Regions from separate parts of the Hordeum vulgare genome. Here region 2 is linked to region 1. Evidence: chromatin contacts called from public Hi-C data. All regions are on one chromosome and are shown on one strand. The core of a region is the stretch at or near the end of the contact, and the rest is flanking DNA. Distances in the headings are between cores, read along the strand shown. Region 1 holds the start of LOC123448173 (probable cytokinin riboside 5'-monophosphate phosphoribohydrolase LOGL7). Region 2 holds the start of LOC123448192 (histone-lysine N-methyltransferase, H3 lysine-9 specific SUVH1-like).

Region 1 (4,277 bases), core at 103-2,602:
ACCCTTAAACTTTCATCTAACGACCGTCAGTCATTTTATACCTTCAACCATTCTCTTAAAAACACATTACAACACCTCATCTTCTTCCTTCCCACACTTTCTTTCCAACCGCCCCCACTCATCATCGACCAGACCGTCAACCACAAGCCTCTCCTCCCCGCCCTCCCCTCAACCGCTGCTCACCATCATGTTGCCGCCGTCCCCGACCCTCCCTCTAGCCCCAATGATGCCTAATTTTCTTTCCGACAAACCTGCACCACACACACGCCCCTAAGATAGATAATGGGGTCGTTTGCCATCCTAAGTTAGATAGTCTGGTCGCCGGCGAGCTTGTTCCTTTCCTCCGACGAGTCTTCCTCCCCTTTCATTGTTCGTTCCTTCACATGAAAATCGATGACCCAAATTTTGAATTAAGGCAACTTACGATTACCTATTGTGATTTTTTTTATACGAGAAAGTGGATCTGTTGGAGATGCTGTCACACTGTACATACGGGTCACCAACGAACGGTCGATGAAATTGACAAATCTCCCCGTTTCAATCGGTTGAGATAAAATTGACAACGGCGCGCATGTCGTGTTCCTGAAGATCCCGTGACGCGCCTCGGGGGCTCGGGGGATCGCACATTCGCGCAAACAATTTGCGCTGCTTGCTCGGATTGGCCCTTCCCAATATACGATGCGCTCATCGGATCTGAACCGAGCGCCGTCCATGTATGTAAAGTAAAGCATTCACTTTGCGGTTAACACGTCTCCCTCCCCTTTGACCTGTCTATTTCGGCCACGTTCGACTAACCATCTTGTTGATGATGCCTTTCGCTAGCTAAGCTTTCACCTGCTCGATCGAGACCCAAAGGCCAGAGCCAAAAGTGTGTTAGAGTACTGCTCGTAGCTGTTACCGCCGGCGCTGTCTCCTGACACTGACGGTGCTAGTGGTAACTTGTTCGGTTCGGTGGCGTGCATGCTCCTCGTGCCACAATGGAGGCATGGTTAGACGATCCAGATTTGCATGGCGTACTGTAGGGCCGGCGACGGATGGTCCATGTCTCCATGCGATGCGGCATCGGCGCCGGCGAGAACAGTGCGGCCCATGCCGTTATCCTGAGGCGGGGCAGCGGCAGTCAGTGTGACGGGACGGGCAAGATTCTCGAGGACGGCGGGAGGGAGACAATTCAGAGTTACAGGCTTTCGTCAGAGCAGGGATGGGGGACCCGGGGCTACGGCGATTGGTGTCAATTGGCATGGCGTGGCGTGGTCACCGCGCGCGCGAAAGTGACAGCGACGAAGCAGGGGGCGCGACCCCGACCCCGGAGTTAAATGGAGCCGGTCGTTACCCAGCGTCACCTCGTAGCAGCTGTCTTGACGCCACCACCGTCGGCGCGCGCAGCCACGACGACGCCGCCGCCGCCGCGAGCCGAGGTCGGTCGGAGAAGTGCCCGGTCGGCCGGCGATGGCGGATGGGGCGGCGAGCAGGTTCCGCACGGTGTGCGTCTTCTGCGGCAGCAGCGCCGGCCGCCGCAGGGTGTTCGGCGACGCCGCCCTCGACCTTGGCCACGAGCTGGTGGGTGGATCAAATGGCCAAACTAGGAGCTACAAACTCGCCTCTGCTCTGCCAACGCGCATCTTTGCTAGCTATATGCTCCGCAGCTCCATGGCCGTGCGGCGTTTGGGTTGCGAGAGCTAAGCCGTGTGGGATTCATCGATCCTTGCAGGTGAGGAGGGGCGTCGACCTCGTCTACGGCGGCGGCAGCATCGGCCTCATGGGCCTCATCGCGCGGACGGTGCTCGACGGAGGCCGCCGTGTCGTCGGGTACGTACGTCCGTCCGTGTACAGCTTCCTTCCCTTCTGCACGAGTTCTCCTCTGCTTCTTGCAGAGATGCTCTGCTCTGCCGTTCTAAACTTCTAATACTTGCACTGAGTGTTTCTTGGCAGGGTGATTCCCAGGGCTCTCATGCCCGTCGAGGTACGCTACCTCGACGATTCAGATTTCTATCTATCTACATTCTACTGCACGTACTTAGCATTCTGTACGGGTAGCCTCCCAGAGTAAGAAAATGCTTTCCGGTTCAGTCACGTGGTGTGTACTGATGTTTGAAATTCATGCATCTTCCGACTCATCCTGAAACTGAACTGTGAAAGAAGTGAAAGTTCTTGCACTTTTCCTGCAATAATTTTAAAAGAAGTAAAAAAAACATAGAGAAATTCATGTGAATTTGGTCAAGGTTTTTATTTTTGTCATCTGAATCCAGCCGTACACCTGAAGTTCACTTGGCACATGAGGTTATCTCAGCTGAATTTGAAGTGTGTGGCCAAACATCCAAATTAAGTGCATCTTACTGAAATGCTGACCATGCCATCCCAGGGGGCGACGGATTGACACGTGTCTGATTTTGTACGTACAACATTATATATCCATCTGCCGTTTCTCTGAAAGTTTCACTTCAAATTGTACCGACAGATATTAGGTGAGAGCGTGGGAGAAGTGAAGGTTGTATCTGACATGCACGAGAGGAAAGCAGAGATGGCTCGACAGTCCGAAGCATTCATCGCTCTTCCAGGTTCCACATGTCTAACGATCTTCCTAATCGTTCTGCCATCATCGCTGATAAGTAAGTAGAAATTGCTTACAATTTTCTGTTCATCAGGGGGGTACGGAACCATGGAGGAGCTGTTGGAGATGATAACATGGTCCCAACTCGGAATTCACAACAAACCGGTAAGCAACCGAGGATAGCAAAACGCTCTTATATCATGGAACGGAGGGAGCAGTAGATTATACTGCATGACAAATTTGGCCGCAGTTTTTACTCCAAACGAATCGAGATTTCCAAGGCTTACAAAGAATTAATATCAATATAGGTTGGTCTGCTAAATGTGGATGGTTACTATGACACCCTGCTGGCACTGTTTGACAAAGGCGCCAGAGAGGGCTTCATCAACCCAGATTGTATGCACATACTTGTCTCCGCGCCAACCGCCGCTGAACTGCTGACAAAGATGGAGGTGATTTGATAATTTCTTTGTGAAATTCAACTTTAAATTCTCGTACTACATTTTAAAATGTGTTCTACATGTCCTTTTTTTTCATGTGTCCAGCAATACACTCGGTCGCACCAGGAGGTGGCCCCATCAACGAGCTGGGAGGTCTCCGAGCTTGGCTACACGAGATCACCACCGGCTGATGGATGAACCCTAGCTTTCATTCCACATTTCCACTGATACGATGATGCATTTGTTGTTTTTCTTTAATGTTTTTTCCTATGTGCCAACAGAAATTTAACATCACGATTGAGATATGATTTTCTCTTGGTTTAATTGTACGGTGTGCTTGTCGTTGCCATCTATGGTTTTCAAGTTTGAATTGCATTGCCAAGTATGTTCGTTCTTCTTGTTGTCTAAGGTGAATCCGATCCGGCCTTGGTTGTACGCGTAGAAGCATATGGGACATGTTATAGGTGACTTATACTTTTTTTGGCTTCCTGACAATTTACAAGCATTGCAAAAATTCATAAAAAAGTTACAGTAGCTATTACAAGTTAAGTAATTGACTGGCAAAAATCCATCGTGTGATCTTGTGCACAACTCCATAGTTGTCACATTTTTATACCCAAATTTATATAAATATGTTGCTATGCCTTCTCTAGAGGGATAGCTATAGTTTTCCATAATTGAGAAGACGTAATTTGTTATGTATGTTTATCTAATATAATGAGTGCATTCTGCGTTTTACTTCTTAGTTGGCGTTATTATCTCATTTTACGAGAATTCTACCAGATTACTCATTTAGTTGAAATATATTTACATTTTTACCGTATATAAGTTTTGAACCCATTATGAAGCTCAAGATCATGTTGGCAGCCATGGTATGTCACGACAATCCCCACAGTACAATGAGAGTTGTTGTGGAGTAGTTTAAAGCATACAGGGTGCTCTTGTCAAGCAACCTCCATGACGACCTTCCTATGCTTTGTTGGCCGACCGACGTATGTCGTATCATCCAAAAACTCATCCACAGACCACAACAAATCTTGCTCCACGCGTAAACCGGCAAGGTACTACGAGTATCATGCCCTTAAGCTCAACACACACATCCTCAATAAATCCGCCCATGCGTGTGGTTCTAGAGTTAGAGACGAGTCACTCTATGCCAAGATCAAGATCAACTATGGCTTCATGAGCTCCCTGTTGTACGTCTGTGGGATGCAGGAGCCAACAATTATCCGGCCCACGACAAGAGGCTCATGACGTTGCTAACACGTGGTGAACTGGCAATGAAC
Region 2 (4,037 bases), core at 423-2,922, 410 kb before region 1:
GCCCTTTAGGGCCTAGAGAGATTGGCAGCATCTATTCTTTCACTGCAATGTCAGCATAAGAGCATGGACCTGTCTCCAGATTGGTTGAGCCCAGGGGAGCTTAGACTTTTCGATCCAATGGGCTTGTAGAAATTTCAATAGGCCCTGCTTTAAGGAGACTGTAATTTTGATTTCCTGGCACATCTGGAAGATTTCAAAAGTTCCAGACCATCTTTTCGAGTTTGGAAGTTTGCTTTGTTGCAGATGCCACCCTTCTTAAGTATAGGGTGAAGAAACAGCTTGTTACCCCTGTCAATTACAGATTGACAAACTGTTGCAAACTGTGTTTCTTTTTTGCTAGTGCTAGGTGATGTAAATAGTACTCCCTCCATAAAGAAATATAAGAGCGTTTAGATTACTACTTTAGTTATCTAGATGCTCTTCTATTTCTTTACAGAGGGAATAGGTTGCAATTTTTTGTTTGAGTGGCGAAAATAGCTGTGGAGGCGTAGCATTGGCAAACTAGATTTCAAGAACCACATATTCATTGAGATCACTCCATCTATAGCAAAAGTTTCATCTTGGTACAAATAAATATTACAAAAACTTCCCGCTTTCTACCTGAAGTAGAAACAAAGCTTTTGTCAACACACGTGGCCAATATTCTTTTTTCCCCCACAAAATACGCATGTGGCAGTACCAAAATGCAAATGACCCGTTCTAATTGACTGAAGCGAACCATGTTTCCACTCACTCCCTCTCTGCCTTAAGTTCTGTGGTTGCTAGAGCCCTGGAATTTCACATGATCTGTACCAAGCGAAAAAGAGACGGTAATTTGGTCCGGAATTAACGCTGTTAAAATTTAAAAAGGAGGAAGGTTTGGATCTGTATCACTGAAAGAACATTGCGCCATAGCAAACTGCAATCAAAAGCTTTCCTTTTAAGGCCATACTGCTAGAATGGTCTTCTTTTAATGCTATACAGACCCAAATCTTCCTAAGAAAAGGGTGGTGGATAGAATTGGCATGGTCTGTCGAAATGCCGATCAGAGGTCCAACCAGGTGAATGAATGGCAATTCGATGCATATCTGCCAGCTAGGCGATTACTCCCGCCCTAAAAGTGGCGCTGAAAATGCCTAAAACTAAAAGCGATGCTGTGCTTTTTATTACCATACCAATTTGGGGTTGGGGGAGAACCGGAAGGTCCCGTAAACAAAAATGCACACGGCCACTGATAAGAAAACCTAATTCGGAACAGATCTAGGGGAGAACAGAGCGTGGAAATGTAATTACGGGGAGAACGCGGCACTATTCAGCAAACCCTAGGACGCGCGGCCCGAGGGACGGAGGGACGCGGCGGCTCGGCGCGCCGACCGGGCGTCGGACGGGGGTGGGGAAGGAGGGCACTACGAGCCCACCCGCCAGCCGAGCGATGGAAATGGGCGCGGCTCGCCGGGGCCGTGCTAGCATGGGTCGGGAGAGGGAGAGGGAGAGGGTGGGTAGGCGGCGAGGATGGGAGGAAGCCCTACCTGAGCCGGGCGTCTCTCGGGGGCGAAGGGAGGGGTTTCCTGGCCGCCGGCGCCGGCGCCGGCGCGGACAGCAAGGGAGGGAGCGAGCGATCTCCGCGACGGCGGGTCGCTGGCCTGGTGTGGAAATGGACGGGAGAAGCGTGGACCGCTGTGCCTGTCTCTGTCTGTCTGCGTGGGACGGGGGAGACCTGGTTTAGCCGGCTCGGGTTAGTGGGGGCGGGATCGTGGCGCGTCGGCCGCGGATCCGACGGCGGAAGGGAAGGGGGGTGAGATGACGTGGTGGGGCGAGGAGAGAGGCAGCCGATCGATCGAGCACCTTTCTCTCTTGTGCACACTCCGGTCTAGTGCAAGACACATCAGAAAACCTCTCAAAAAAAAAAGACACATCAGAAAAAGAAATAACAGAGGCTGAATCTGGCAATCGGTGGCAGAGGCCCAAGCTGCCTAGGCCAACTCCACCGCGCGACCTCATCTTGTCCGCGCGCTTCCGTTTGGTATAGAACGGACGAATACCGTGGCCCAACGTGCGGACCCAAACGGACAAATGTCCGGATTTCGTCCGTTTTCGACCCATCCCCGGCCCAAACTTACGTCCAGTTTGGGGAAACGGACATCGTGCGGACGCGCTCGCCGCACGCCCTTGTCCGTCCGTGGCCCGCGTGTCGGGGACACAAGTACTTCCAGAAATTCCAACGCCTCCACCCCCTCTCCCGCCCCGCCCCGCCGACGGCACCGCCGCTATTCTCCGACCACCTCATCCCCCCGCCGTCCATAGCAAACCCCGTCTTGCCATGGCCGTCACCACGCCCGCGCTTTCGTCATAGTTTGTGCGTCGATCGGAGGAGGTTTGGTCGTCGTCGTCGTAGCCGGCAGCAGAGTGGATACGGCCGCACGCGACCTACCACGGCGGCCACGGCAGCTTCCGACGAGTGCTCCAGAGCGGCCAGTAGCCGGCAACCAACCACCACTGCATTGAGGTGACCATGGCGGCCTCTTTGCCACCATGAGTGCAAGGTGTTCGACAATTTGCCCGCAAAGGTATGGATAGTGATTATGAGTTTTTCTTCCAGCACTTCATTTATTCGTCGGACGATTCGTCGGACGATGATGAAGATATGGTGGTGGCTGCAGTGACGGTTCACGACCACATTCAACGGCAGCTCCCTCGGTACAGGGGGTCACTCCCTGGTCGTGCTCCGAACCTGAACCACGACAGGGAGAGAGGCCAGGCCCTGCTCTATGCCGATTACTTTGCGAACACACCGCTCTTCAAGCCGGATAAATTCTGTTGCCGTTTTCATATGACAAGGCATGTGTTCAATCGTATGGGAGAGGGAGTGGTTGCTCATGACCCATACTTCCAGTGCAAGACTGATGCCATTGGCAAGCTAGGATTCTCCTCTTACCAGAAATGCACTGCGACCATCCGCATGCTTGCATATGGAATTTCAGGCGATCTGGTGGATGAGTATGTGCATATGAGTGAGACAACATGTCCGATGTCAATGTACAAGTTCTGCTAGGCTGTGATCGAGGTGTTTGGCCCTGAGTACTTGAGGCAGCCAACTGCCGCAGATACAGAGAGATTGTTGGCGACCAACACAGCTAGAGGCTTTCCAGGCATGATTGGCAGCATAGATTATATGCACTGGGGTGGAAGAACTGTCCATTTACTTCGCAGGGTCAGTACAAGGGGCATGTCAAAGCATGCACTATCATATTAGAAGTGGTGGCTTCGTAGAATCTTTGGATATGGCATTATTTCTTCGGCATGGCAGGTTCTCACAATGATAACAACATGTTGCATCATTCTCCAGTCTTCGCAAGGCTTGCAGAAGGCCACTCCCCCTGTCAACTTTAAGATCAACGGCCACCAGTACAACAAGGGATACTATCTAGCTGATGGTACATATCCTCAGTGGTCAACTTTTGTGAAGACAATCTCGGACCCCCAAGATGAGAAGAGAAATAAATTTACCCAAATGCAAGAGAGTGCTAGAAAGGATGTGGAACGTGCTTTTGGTGTGCTTCAATCCCGATGGGGTATCGTTTGAAACCCTGCACTGTCATGGGATGAAAGGAAGCTTTGGAAGGTGATGACTGCTTGTATGATCATGCACAACATGATCGTCGAGGACGAGTGTGATGACAGTATCTTCGACCAAGGATTTGATTATCAAGGTGAAAATGTTGAGCCCCTGCACCAAGAACCGGCCACGTTTCAACAATTTGTCCAGTTCCATCATGAGAAGCGTGATTGGCACACTCATTTGAATCTTCGAAATGACTTGGTTGAGCACACGTGGGAACATATAGGCAACCAATAGATGTATTTCGATTTGGTTGTAAAATTATTTTATTTAGAGACAATTTCGATTGGGTTGATGTGCAAACTTGTTTTGATACGAAAATATGAGCATTTTAGGCCCTGACGGACAGAATGGGGCAAAAGGATGCGGCCGCGCGCTGGGCACACGGCCAGCGCATCCCAGGACAGGCCCGGACACGACTCCATCACCCTACCCAAAC

What was found. A called contact is a pair of places that touch in the nucleus more often than the background predicts.
Region 2: a Hi-C map of leaf shows a contact between it and region 1, with 3 times the contacts expected there. The contact joins the promoter of LOC123448192 here to the promoter of LOC123448173 in region 1. A contact is called at or near these places in 2 of 6 Hi-C or Micro-C datasets (leaf and seedling).

Annotation. Positions count from the first base shown.
Region 1 is chr1H:485,884,108-485,888,384 of MorexV3_pseudomolecules_assembly, reverse strand. It overlaps LOC123448173 (probable cytokinin riboside 5'-monophosphate phosphoribohydrolase LOGL7), which reads left to right and starts at 1,352. Exons shown (of 7, transcript XM_045124984.1): 1 at 1,352-1,560; 2 at 1,712-1,809; 3 at 1,933-1,963; 4 at 2,459-2,558; 5 at 2,646-2,716; 6 at 2,860-3,003; 7 at 3,097-3,315. The coding sequence starts at 1,450. The coding sequence ends at 3,189.
Region 2 is chr1H:486,294,900-486,298,936 of MorexV3_pseudomolecules_assembly, reverse strand. It overlaps LOC123448192 (histone-lysine N-methyltransferase, H3 lysine-9 specific SUVH1-like), which reads right to left and starts at 1,672. Exons shown (of 3, transcript XM_045125015.1): 1 at 1,509-1,672.